Linked DNA regions of Sus scrofa: region 2 is linked to region 1. Evidence: chromatin contacts called from public HiChIP or PLAC-seq data. All regions are on one chromosome and are shown on one strand. Each heading gives the region's core, a stretch centred on a gene start, on an enhancer-like site or on the middle of the called end of the contact. The rest is flanking DNA. Distances are from core to core; before and after follow the strand shown.

Region 1 (6,587 bases), core at 601-3,100:
GGAGTTTGTATGTGTGTATGTATGTATGTATTGCTTTTTTAAAAAGGGCCACCCCACAGCATATGGAAGTTCCAGACTAGGGATCCAATTGGAGCTGTAGCTGCTGACCTAAACCACAGCCACAGCAATGCTAGATGGGAGCCGTGTCTGTGACCTACACCTCAGCTCATGGCAAGGCCGGATCCCCGACGTATTGATCGAGGCCAGGGATCAAATCTGCATCCTCATGGATACTAGTCAGATTCATTTCCACTGTGCCACAAGGGGAACTTTAGAAATTTAAAAATATTGAGTATAATGAACACTTGTGTAGCTGCTTTCTACCTGCCGGGTACTGATTCAAGCAATTTACAAATATTAGCCTGTTGAAATGAGTGGGTTCTGTGGAATTTGGAGGAGAGAGATTCTCTACTGAAACAGATGAAAAGAGTTAAGAGTGGTTATAAAAGGGAATCCTGGAATACAGTGACTTAAGTGTAATGTTTCTACCAATTTAAAATGTAACAACACTAATTTTTGGAAAATACAGAACAATGTAAAAATGAAGCAAAATCACTACCTCTGAGAAATACCTAGCTTTAACATTTTGATTTACCTTTGACTTTAAAAAAAAATGTGTACACCTGTTAACATGCTTGAGATAATGTAGGTATTAATTGTGTGATTTTAAAAATCTTTGTCATTTGCTCATGTCGACAAATTTTTTTCATAAACATCCTTTTAGTGAGTGTGATACAGCATCTCATGACGATTCCCTTATTACTAGATGTTTAGGTTTTAAGTTTTTCTCATGTTAAGTAATCCTCCAGTGATTTTTTTTTTTTTGTAGGTGTTTATCTTCATTTACAATTGTTTCCTTTGTAATTACTGGGTTTAAAGGATTTTTGGTAGTTTATCTTCTGATTGATATTTTCTGCCAGCGTCATTCATGCGAGGCTGGTTAAGTATTGTCTTTTGCTGCTGCATGTACAGTTCATGACCCTCAACTTCTAGGGCTCTGCTTTACTTTCTCAAATTCTCCTAGCCCTTTTAAAAATTCATAATTTGTTGTTTTCATGTTGGACACCTCCATGAGCAGTAAAGTTGGAGAGGAGGCACTGTTAACCTTCTATCACTTGCATCTGGCACACTGCCTTTAGCCTGTGATGTTTTTGTAATGACTCTTGAATGAGCATCTTGCATCCAGTCTTGAGCCTGAGTCTACTGACAGTGGTGTCCAGGAAAATGGTTGTTCTTTCTTTCTTTAGAAACTGTAATATGCTTGCAGTTAGAATGTATCACAAGCTGCTGTTTCTTTTAACTTAAGCTGACTAATATGTTAGCTTAATCACACTATTGAAGATGAGAAATATTTTGTTATAACTTTGTGATGTAACATTTCTAAAACAGTTACACCAGCCCTGCTTGTAAAGGGTAATATAGACTTTACAAAGTGGAGTAGAATACTAAGAAGAAGCCCATCGAAATGGATGTTGCTTTAGTTGCAGTAGTATTTATTTCAAAATGCTGATAAAGCTTTTCTAGAATGCTTCTTACAGATTAAAACTTTTTTTAACAAAGGAGAAAATTCTACGGAAGTTTGACATTTTAAGTGCAAGTATAATCCAAAAAAGTAGAGGTTCTATATTTGTATATGAAATAAAACTTTAAAGTTTTAAGAAAGTGTAGCAGGCTCTGCCTTTGACATTGTATCTGACTTTTTTAATCATCAAGACTTTGGAAAATTTAAGATTATGGATAAATTCCTTTAAAAAGTATTTATGTGTTCAAGACAGTAGCCCCTGTGACCTGCTGAGAGATTGTTAAGCAGAACTTGCAGTCCATCTCACTTGCTGTGTCCAGTATTCCTTCTTGGTTTCCTTTTTTTGTGCGGTGATTCATCAGGTGCTGTGTGCTTCCAAAGAACCAGTGTTAAGTGTGTGCACATGTCCCCTTCCTAGTCTTTGATCGCTTCCTATAATGAATAGGGATGCGTTGTTTCCAGCTATTCTTTTACAAGAAAGAAAAGAAAGGCATTTTGGAGTATGCCTGTCAAACCCTCAAATCTCAGCAGTTTTGCCACCATTGTTTCCTGTTTTTAGAACTCTTGATGGTGAGCTCTTTCCTTGTGTCTCTATTTCTTTCCAAGGATTGTTTTTTATTTTTTTATTTTTTTTAAATTGCACTGAGCTCTGCTTATATTCCATATACAGCCAAGGTAGAGAGCCAGACTGTTAGTTCTGAGTTCCCTTGTAATCTTGGAGTTGCCTGTATTGCCTCCTTTCTTAATGTGCACTTATAGATTCAAATTGAATATTTCCTCAAGACGTGGCGGTCTTGGTGAAGGTCTTTGTGCTGAAAGGGGGAAAACTCCTCCTCTGAGGAGTTTCTTTGGCCCTGCCCCTCCAGTGTGTTCCATACTAGGTGGCCCCATATGGCAGATGCTGCAAGGAGTTGAAAGGAAGACATTTTAAGTGGTTTTTGGGGATCTTGAGAGATTATAGTTTAACCTAATGCTACAAATGTACACAAAGAGATTAGGGGCATTGAAAGTCACTAGATTATGGCGGTGAGGACTTTCAGATGACAGCTGCAGAAGTGGGATGTGACAGGGGAGGCAGAATAGGGTATTAGGGCAGAGTATGTAGTCGATTGAATGTAACTTTCTAACACTTAGTAGTTAGATAGCAACATATATGTATTTGACTATTCAAAGCTGCTGGGGTTTTTTTTCTCTTAATTACTTGGAAAAGTTAAAGAAGTAAAAGGATGGAGTGGCTTTGACATGCCTCTGATGTCAGAGTCAGTGAATAGTGGTCTTTTTGTCAAGGAATGCCGCTTAGTGGATTAAGCCCCACCTGAAATGCCCCCGAAAGGGAAAGGAATGGAAGAGGAAAGGGACCAGAAGAATGGGGAGAGGTGTGGGATAGTTTCTCTCCTAGCCTGAGGGCTGTTATTTTTCTAGCTTCCTCAACCGTGTAGAACAAGTAGAAAAGCAGGAAGCTGGCGGATAGGCCCTCTTGGAAGCCAGGAGTCCATGCATCAAATCTCTCGGCGACTCACCTCCACTTTAAGTGTTTACCTGGTGTGTTTACCAGTATTTTAAACTCATTTCTATAGCATTTGGATAACTGGTTTCTCAGCACACTGCAGACAAGAGCAGATTTGTAGAAATTGGGAAAGTTGTTCAAAGCAAGCCCAAATATTACCTTTTTTTAAAAGAAAATTGACAGTAAAAAACATTTTTAAAATAAAAAATAGAGAATCACAAACCTTAATAGCCACAGAAAAATTTGATTCAAAAACAGTAGCTCAGACAGTGCTTATCATGACTATAATCATAAAAAAAAAAAACAAAAAAAAAAAAAAAAAAAAAAAAAAAAAACAGTAGCTCTGCAGTGCTTTTTCTGACTTTTAAGTCATCTAAGTCATTTTGGCCATTTGATTAAGAATCAACACCATAACATGTTGCTTTTCATAATCTCTATTCTAGGATTTAACCTCCTTAACGCCTTTCCAACTGACCTGTAACTTTGAAACAGTAAAGTGTATATAGATTTTGTTTGCATTTCTTATTGGTTTAAAGTTACCTTTCTTCGATTTGTGTGTTGTGATTTTTTTTTTTTTTTTTTGTCTTTAATGTAATGGAAGTAATTACATTTGTGTTACTGCATAAAAAGGAAACACTGCCCTTTCTTAGTTATGAAAATTCTGTGGTTTTTCTGCAAGGTGGGAAATTCTGTTCCCTTTAATTGCTTTGCCTGCCATGTGACAAGCAATCTGTGCATAAACTAGCTTTTGGTTTCATTGTTACTTCTTAATTATGAACTTCTGAAAAATTTTAAACAAAAATTGGAGATTCACGTTCTCATCAACTCAACAAGGGTGGAATTTGCTATTTTGTGGGCTAAAAATGCTGAGAAGTGGAAAGAATGACTTCTGAAATATACCGCAGCCAGGGAAATATGGTATTTCTAAAATATTTATTACATTTATCTGTCAAGTTCATACTCCTAGATCAATGGCATTCTTCAAGGGCAAGGTCTAGATTGGTGGTTGTTTATATCCCCAGGAACTAGCAATAGTACCTGGCACATTATAGGTCTTTTTTAAAAAAAGGTAGTAATCTTCAGTGATTACTTGCTGGTTTAATTCTGTTTGACTTTTTCAAATTGTCTAAGGTAATTTAGTGGTACGTGGAAAGATTTTTGTGTAAAATATTTAAAATAGAAGTTTTTTGATAAGTTTCAACTTATGGCATATATTTCACAACCGGATTCTGCTGAATAAATAAGTGCTTTTGACATGAAGAGTTGGAGTATTATGCTGGTAACAGTCGCAGTCCACTGCTTTAGTTTAAGAAAATGGATTTGGCTTACTGGCTTTAATATGCGAGGTCATGAGGATAAAGAATCTGATTTTCTTTGATGGTTAGAAGAGGATTAATTGTGCCAGAAGCATGTTGCATGTAACCGTTGATATGATTTATTCTGTGGCAGCCCTCCAGCTAAGATGATGGCTTCTTTCTCTGGAGATAGAGAAAGGAGTCAGTTCACCTGCCCACGTGCTCACGAGCAGAGAAGGCCTGCGGACCCAGCTCTCTAACTCCGCAGTCTGCTGCTCTTTCTGCCATATGCTGTGAGCCTCTGACATGTTACCAGAAGTTTAAAGTAATGTCAAGGGCCACATTTTTTTTTTCTCTTTTCTTAGCATTGAGATGTTCTTGGATGGTTTTTGACATACTTGCCTGTTTACCTAGGGCTTGATGAAAACTGCAGGAGGCTAGAGATTTGGCTTATTTTGATAAACTCCAAATACAGACTGCAGAAAGACAATTTTAAATCTAGTTCCTAGAAGAGTGTGCCATACCTTTGAAGTGACAATGAAGACTTGATATTATCTTGATCTTGTTACCAGAAATATTGGGAAAATGGTAATTGTTGATGAAGTGTGGTATGTCTGATGCTCTCTGGGGAAAAAGCTAAGGTCTGTTGTAGAAAAGCATAACATTGGAGATTCAAGAAAGCATTTAAGTCAAAATTAGTAAGTGATAAATTGCAAATGGTAAAACACATGTTTATTAATTTTAAAAAAGCAGAATTCTGTTAAATTCATGCCACAAGATTGAAAACTCATTTGGGCTTAGGATATGACACTCTGAATTGATTGAGGAGCTTCTGTATTATGAAGTGTTATCTTTCATAGACACTTGCCTCTAGTAAACAAGTTCTGTGACACAATTTTTTATTGACCAATGTCTTTATAACATGTAGTATGTGAACCATCTACTTATTAATGAAATTTATCAACAAAATTATTCTTGATGACGTATTGTCCAAAAAATGATTTGCTGTCCTTAAGGATATTTTCTTTTAAAAGTACCCCAGGCTCTAAAGGAAATTTTGAAATAGCAGTGCTGGAAATGTTTTTAGCAATGATAGCCTAACTAGAATGAACTAAGGTAATTAATTCTTAGTGTAAAAATAGGTATTTTTAGGCTATATATTTTGATATGTCAGTTATTACTTTATAGTCATACTGCATAGTAAGTCATAGTAAGCAGCGTCTAGGACAGAGTCTAGATTTGTTAGATACTTAGTTACTAGAAAGAATGCAACTATCCAGAAAGTTCATAACTGGACTCTCTGTACATTTTATGTTTAAAGTATGAGTCCAGGAGTCAGTATGACTTTATTTCAGAAAGTGAATTCCAGGTTTGTCATGAAATTAGTATGAATTCAGTGCAGGCTCTTACAACTTCTGTATTTATACTATTCTACAATGGTATTTAATATTTAGCTTCTGTGTATAGAACACTAAGTGTACTCTGTGGATGGTGTAGGGTAGAAGATGAAGGTGAGGATACAAAAGAAGTATTTCCCCAGTTGGTTTATGATCTGTTGGGTAAGATGGATGAATGTAAGTTTTTATATAGCAAATTAAGAAGCCATATTGATGGTTTATATAAAATGCGGTGTGTATATATACCCAGTCTGGAATATGATTCCACTATTAAAAAGAGAAAGACATCTTGCAGTTTATGACAACATGCATGAACCTTGAGGGCATTATACTAACTAAGTGAAATAGGTCAGGCAGAGGAAGACAGATACTGTATGAACTCACTTATGTATGGAATCTAATGAACAAAATGAGCAGATACTGATTGGTGATGGCAGGAGTTCTGGTGGGAAGCAAATGGGTGAAAATGGTCAAAAGGTACACACTTCCAGTTATGAAATAAGTGAACTCTGGAGATGTCATGTATAGCATGGTGACTGTCGCTCATAATACTCTGTTGCGTAGTTGAAAGTTGCTCAGAGAGTAGGTCTTTAAACATTCTCATCACAAGAAAACAAATTGTAACTGTGTGTGGTGATGGGTATTAACTAGCCTCATAGTGGAGATTATTTTGCACTGTGTGCCAATATTGAATCATGTGTTTACACCTGAAACAAGTACAATGTATGTGTCAGTTATGCCTCAAAAAATATATTGAGTCTGGGTCATTTAGAATAAAACAGCCTCTGAGCTGCAGATAGGAATTTGATGGTTTTAAGTTTCATTTTAGAAGCTTGTTATTTAGAAGGTTATTAGTCTATTATTAG
Region 2 (6,295 bases), core at 2,032-4,531, 220 kb after region 1:
CTCAAGGGAAATGTCACACCACTGAAGGGTTTTAATCAGAAAAACCCATTATTTAAGATTTAAAAATCACTTTCACTGATTCTGGGGAATGGACTGCCAGCAAGGCTTCGTGTGGTTTGAAGAGACAAGACCTGATAAAGGATTGGAGTGTGGCGGCCGGTGGCGGAGAAAGGAATCCAGCTCGACTTTTAGGTTTCTGGCTTGAGAAAAGAAGCACTGGGGAAGGAAAGGTTTGGGGACGGAGGTGACGAGTTCAGATTTGGACAAAGTCCTAAGTGCCTGCAGGATATCCTTGGCAGACAGTTGTGCTTATGGGTGGAGATGCCACGAGAGGAGTCCGGGCATGTCGATGCTAAGGACCCAGCAATAATTAGCATGTTTCAGGGCATACTTAGCCCTTTTTATCTCTCATCTGCCTTTTGTCTCTCTGCAGTTATAGGAATGACTCCTGTTACTGCAATCGTCACATGATTTCTCGTCTAACAGCTGACCAACACTGTAAAAAACATAAAGGTTTTGCTTACTGCCTTCAACTCTACTTTTAGTATGTAAACCCCACATCCCATCAATGCAAACTCTGAAATTGCCAATTTTTTTTTTTTTTTAATGAATCTCTGAGAGTTTTAGGCCTGAATGCAAACCAAACCGTCTCATTATCCAAACAGAAGATGGTGGCCGGAATGGTTATGACTTTTAGAAGGTTACACAGTCAGACACTTGCAAAGTTGGCCTTAGAATCGGGACTCTTAACTGACTGGGAAGCTTTATTTCACTGCTTTTTACTGCTTCTGCCTCCTATTGAATAGCTGCTGGCTTCAGAGTAGCTCTTACCAATGATTTGTGTCTTAGGGGACATAGAACAGTGCCTACGCTGGTCTCAGAGCCTTGAGGGCCAGAAATATATGGGTGTTTTTTCAATCTTTTTGAGAATATTTTTCTTTCTAAATTTCCTTTATTCTTTTTTTTCTTTTTTCTTTGTTTGTTTTATTCTTTTTAGGGCTGCCATGTGCAGCATATGGAAGTTCCCAGGCTAGGGGTCAAATTGGAGCTGCAGGTGCCAGCCTACGCCACAGTCACAGTAACACAGGATCTGAGCCGCATCTGGTACTCAGACTGCAGCTCATGGCAATGCCAGATCCTTTAACCCACTGCACAAGGCCAGCGATGGAACCCACATCCTCATGGATACTAGTCAGGTTCATTACTGCTGAGCCGCAACAGGAACTCCTCCTTCATTCTTTCCTTCTCTCCTACTATTCCCTGTCTATCCTCACTTTGTTTTTTTTTGTTTGTTTGTTTGTTTTGTTTTTTCTTGTTTTCTTATCCTCCACACAGTCCGAACTGCTGGGTGTGGCTGAAATTGGATGCTAAATCGATATCCTTCAGCCCTTGTAGTGCAGGTTGGTTTTCAGGGACCATATCTAATTCCTCAGTGTGGCATGTCTAACTCCCAAAGTGGATCTCTGTTCCTTCTGCCTGGAGGGCTGACGGTTGAGTCCCAAACTCGTCTCAGATGGCTTAGCCCTGCCTCCATGCAGCTAAGGGTCTGGCTAGGGTGGGGGTTGTGTGTCCTTGTGTTTTGTTTCCCCCCAGCTTTATTGAGATGTGAATGACACATAAACTTGTATAAGTGTAAAGTGTACAATGTGGTGATATATTGTGTTTCTAATATTTAGTCTAATATCCGATAAGAAATAGCTAAATGAAAATTTTGATTTCTTTTGAAAGCTCTTTAAAATTTCTCAGGGTTCATGGACCTGTTTGTCTCACTATGAACAAATAACTCAATGACTGTACTTATGGAAATATAATTTTTTTTTCCTTTTTTGGGCCACACCCACGGCATATGGAATTTCCCAGGCTAGGGGTCGAATCGGAGCTGCAGCTGCTGGCCTATGCCACAGCCACAGGACCGTGGGATCCTAGCCTCGTCTGCAGCCTACACTGCAGCTCATGGCAATGCCTGATCCTTAACACACTGAACAAGGCCAGGGGTCGAACCTGTGTCCTTATGGATACTACTCAGGTTTGTTACCACTGAGCCACAAGGGGAACTCCAGGTATAATTTTATATATTGTTTCAGGAACTCCATAGAGTCAAAGTTAAAGAACTCCTATTATATAACTTGGGCTACTCTCAAGATACGTGAACCAGTTTTTCTAGAAAAAAAGTTCAAGAATTTCCTCATCTTCTCCAAATAGTTCCAATACATTTTAAGAGATTGAACAGTAAGTCGTGCAGTTAACTTCTCAACGCCTTACAGAAAGTCCGTGTCTCCTGATCCATTAGTCACTTTGACTAATGTAATATCCACCTTGGCGACACACTCACTGGGCTTTTCAAAAGGTGGTTGGGTGGTAGTGAATTAGAGAGTTAGAGATTTATTAACGTCACAATAGAAATTTTATATCCTCTTACTCTTCTTAAAATTAATAATCCCGTTAGATGTCGTTTGAGTCTTTTTCTGATCCCAGTCTGGCCAGAGAGCCTGTTGTATTGGTGCTCACCTGTTTCTGATACGTCTCATTCAAAAGAAGAGGGAGGAAAAGGTACAAACCACCATCCTCGCTTTTAACCCTGGCAAAGGCTTGCAGCGTGTATGCAGGGATTGCCATACCGTGCCCAGCGAGGGCGGGGGGCTTGGCCCCGAGCCGCGCTCTGGTCCTGCAGAGCTGGCACCGGCTTCTTTCCTCCCAGGCAGCTCCTCCGCTCCCCACTCCTCGGAAGCTGACACTCCCTTCATGTCTGTGGCGCTGGGGAGATTTCTCCCAGGCTGCAGCCCTTCCCACTCGGGAAGAACTTTCATCTGGTCAGGACACGGTCTTTTCACTGTTCACACGTTTCTTTCAGATCCTTTTTCTTTCAAATCCTGTTTCTGGCAACAAGTTGGCACCTTTTTTTTTTCTTTTTTCCCCAAACTCTTTTTGTTATCCTTATCTAAAGTTATATTACTTGTGCCCTCCCCCCTCAGGGAGGGTATCTGTCTCATGCATCTTAATATCCCTTATGTGCCAGGACAGTGCCCAGTGCCTGGTTCTGGCAGGTGCTCAGTCAATATTTGAGTGAGTCAGTGAATGTGTCTTCTCCCCATAAACTCCTCCAGGACGCTGGTGGGGTAGGGCAGCACACACACACACACACACACACACACACACACACACACACAGATTTTTATTGGAAGTTAGTCTAGCGGTTAGCCTGTCAGGCAGAGCCCAGTCACATAGCCGCCTAAGAGCCTTGCCCTGTGGTTTCCCTCCACTTTAGAACTTTCTGTGGTTACACAGAAGCCACACAGAGCTTCCTGTGCTCTACTTTGCCAGCAGAAGAAACTTTCCTTTCTGTCAGAGACTGCAGCAGAGTGGCTGAGAGGTGCTGGTTGCGTGACTGGCAGTATGAGCCCTGGTTTCTTCCTCTGTTCACGGAGGCTAGCAAGAGCCCTTGTTCTGTAGGGTGATTCTGAGGATTGAATGTAACGTGTTAAGAACCCTTCTGGGACATAGATGCTCCGTAAATGTTGGCAGGGTAACGGTGGTGGTGGTGGTGGCGATAGTTGGCCAGTATTGTCATAGGGTGGGTATATTTATACTTGGTTTTTAATCTGATCATTCCACTTGATTGCATTTTCATCATTGCTTTAAAATGTAAGACTCAAGGCATGTTTTAGAACTGTTCTCTGTTAGCTGTTCACATTAAGTAATTTTTTAAAAGACAGTTTAATAAGAAACAATTTGATTTCTTGCCTTAGTTGTTTGCAATTATCATGCAAAGTTTGTTTTCATGGGGATACTGAAGAGGTTTTTCTTCCCTAGGGTCTGTACAAAATAAATTTCATCTGTTTGGAGCATTTCTCTAATCCTGTCTTTCATATTTGAATCTTCCTCACATATTCTAAAGGAAAAGATCAATAATATGTTATGTTATTATAAAATCAAGCTGAACAGTTAGCCAGTGTACAGGATTTCCTTGCAAGGTTATTTTCTTCAATTTTTAAAGACTATTGCACACAGACCTTAATTATCCTTCCACGTCCCTTTTTAAATACAGTGAATTCATAAATTCCAGATTGAAAGTTTTTGTTAGGAATAATTATTTTTAGGCCAGCCTTAAGATCAGGGCGTTCGGGAGGGGACCGTGAGAGAGAACAAAAAGAAAAACCTTCAATTATAATCCACACCCTTAGCAGATGACTTTATAGTAATCTGGGCCTAGAGGGAAGCTACAAATACAACTGAAGCATAATCAGTCTGTGACCTAAATCTGTCTTTTTAATTTTTTTGTTGTTATTGCTAAAATATTAGTAGCCAACATGCGCTTCATAGTTCCCTAATAGACCAAAATTTTTCATTTTCTCTTTGGTCTTCTGCTCTTCTGTCTCTATTCTAAAAAAGCCCTTAAGGGGAGAAAGAACCTTGGAAAGGATCCTAAAGGGAGCGAGGGCATGAAAGCAGTAGGCAAGATGCCTGGGAGTTTTCTCATATGTTTTTTAATGGGGCACGTGGATAATAGGTGTGTCCGTGAAGAAACTTCAATTCTGTATAAATGAGTTGTCCTATTTTCAGTCCATCGGAGCTCTCTGGCCTCCCCAAGTCCAGGAAGTTACAGGCTTAGGGAGTTGGTTCTTTTGTTGATGATATCATTTAATTTTAATTCTCAGCACACCAGTCCTTTTCTTAGAAAAAGCGTTTCTGCAGGATGAATAATAAAGGCTTTCTTAGGTCACATGGGTAAGACCGGAAAATGACAGAAGTAGAAGAAAGAAAGAAAGGAAAGAAAGAGTACCTTTAAAAAAACAAGGTGACTTGGCTTGAAAGCTGTGCAGACCTAGGACAGATAGCATACGACTAAATTATTTAAATAAAAGGTTAAAAGAAACTTGGTTAGTCTAGAAAATGTATTTTGATCCTTTTCATGGTCTGTCAGCATCATTGGTTGTGCTTATTTTTAGTTGGAAAGATGTTGGTAACAGAATATGACTTCGCCGCATAGTTTGGCAGCAGTGGTGAATGGTATTTAATATGTGCAGCCTGACTTTTACATAGTGATGGGGGTAGGGGGGATTGTGCTTGCTAGGAGCCTTCCACAAAAATTATCTTTTTTATGCTTTGCAGGTTTTCACCTGATGGAAGACTGATTGTGTCATGTAGTGAAGATAAAACTATTAAAATCTGGGATACCACAAATAAGCAGTGTGTTAATAACTTCTCAGATTTTGTAGGGTAAGTCTTCTCTCTTTTTGCCTTTATGGGGGTTCGTTTGCCAGTGAATTGTCACAATTCAAGTAAAGAAATGAGAGGGAAGAGAAATGGAAGCATGAGGTCATCTTACTCTTTCCTCTAGGTTTGCCAATTTTGTGGATTTTAACCCTAATGGTACGTGCATAGCCTCGGCAGGTTCTGATCATACCGTGAAAATCTGGGATATAAGAGTGAACAAACTACTCCAGCATTATCAAGGTAACATTGCCCACAACAAAATTCACTTGTCGAGTGGGCTTCTCGAGGAAGTTCTTACACCGACAGGCTACCTTCTCAGTGCGACCCTTGTAAGGAGAGATGTGCTGCCTTTGAATGGATTAGAGGACATCAGCCCCCAGCAGGAACATGGTCCCACGAGTTGGGGTAGATGCCAGAGTGCACAGGGCGGTGGAAAGACCTTAAAATGATAACAGATCTGTAAAAATAGAAGAAATTACCGTGAGATTTTCAAACATTGGTTATGCTTTGTGTGAAAAGCCCAGGAGAGAAATTGCCTCAGAAGGCGTTACAAGTAGTTGCTTATAACAGGTAGTAAACAGCACCCTGCAGTCCTTGACGTGCAACTACACACCACCTATGTCGTGAGGGTAAAGAGGCACGGACTGACTTCTTAGTGTATATTCGGTTGATATTAAATCCACATGTCCCTTCCTAATAAATACAGTATCTACCCCGTAGCAGACACTGCTCAGTCCTCACAACAGCCTGAGAAGTATTATTATAACCTCCATTTCAAAGATAAAGAAATCGAGGCTTCAAGAGACTAAGAAACGCGCTCGAATAATTGCTAGAACCGACACGGGTCTTTCTGCTTACAAGGTACATTTTCACAAAGTACCTTGTAGAACAAACTTTTGACCGCTGTGTTAGACTGCCTCCTGTTGGAAGAATGGGGTTCAGAAGTGACTTCTCAAGCTGGCCAGACTGCCCTTCTCCAAACACACCTCCAATACTCTTCACCCTTTTCCCAAGCCATTAATTGATTGGTGGTTGAATTTAGTTGAAGGCCTCCGCCAGCCAACGCAAAACGGGTCAAACA

What was found. HiChIP or PLAC-seq counts read pairs in DNA pulled down with a chosen protein or histone mark.
Region 2: an H3K27ac HiChIP or PLAC-seq map of alveolar macrophages shows a contact between it and region 1. The contact joins two enhancer-like sites. A contact is called at or near these places in 1 of 47 Hi-C or Micro-C datasets (embryonic fibroblasts) and 1 of 2 datasets of contacts at active chromatin or transcription factors (alveolar macrophages).

What each region holds. Positions count from the first base shown.
Region 1 is chr5:92,948,966-92,955,552 of Sscrofa11.1, forward strand. All of the region lies in intron 1 of ATP2B1 (ATPase plasma membrane Ca2+ transporting 1), which reads left to right. Among named protein-coding and RNA genes, the nearest start is that of ATP2B1, 16 kb to the left of the region's middle. Within about 2 kb of position 1,851, at least 2 of the 83 cell types and tissues checked have an H3K27ac peak or open chromatin away from gene starts, as enhancers often do. A contact at or near this core is called in alveolar macrophages, where this site is marked.
Region 2 is chr5:93,169,155-93,175,449 of Sscrofa11.1, forward strand. POC1B (POC1 centriolar protein homolog B) reads left to right here. Exons shown (of 12, transcript XM_021092774.1): 5 at 5,110-5,217; 6 at 5,339-5,454. Among named protein-coding and RNA genes, the nearest start is that of GALNT4, 39 kb to the left of the region's middle. Within about 2 kb of position 3,282, at least 18 of the 83 cell types and tissues checked have an H3K27ac peak or open chromatin away from gene starts, as enhancers often do. A contact at or near this core is called in alveolar macrophages, where this site is marked.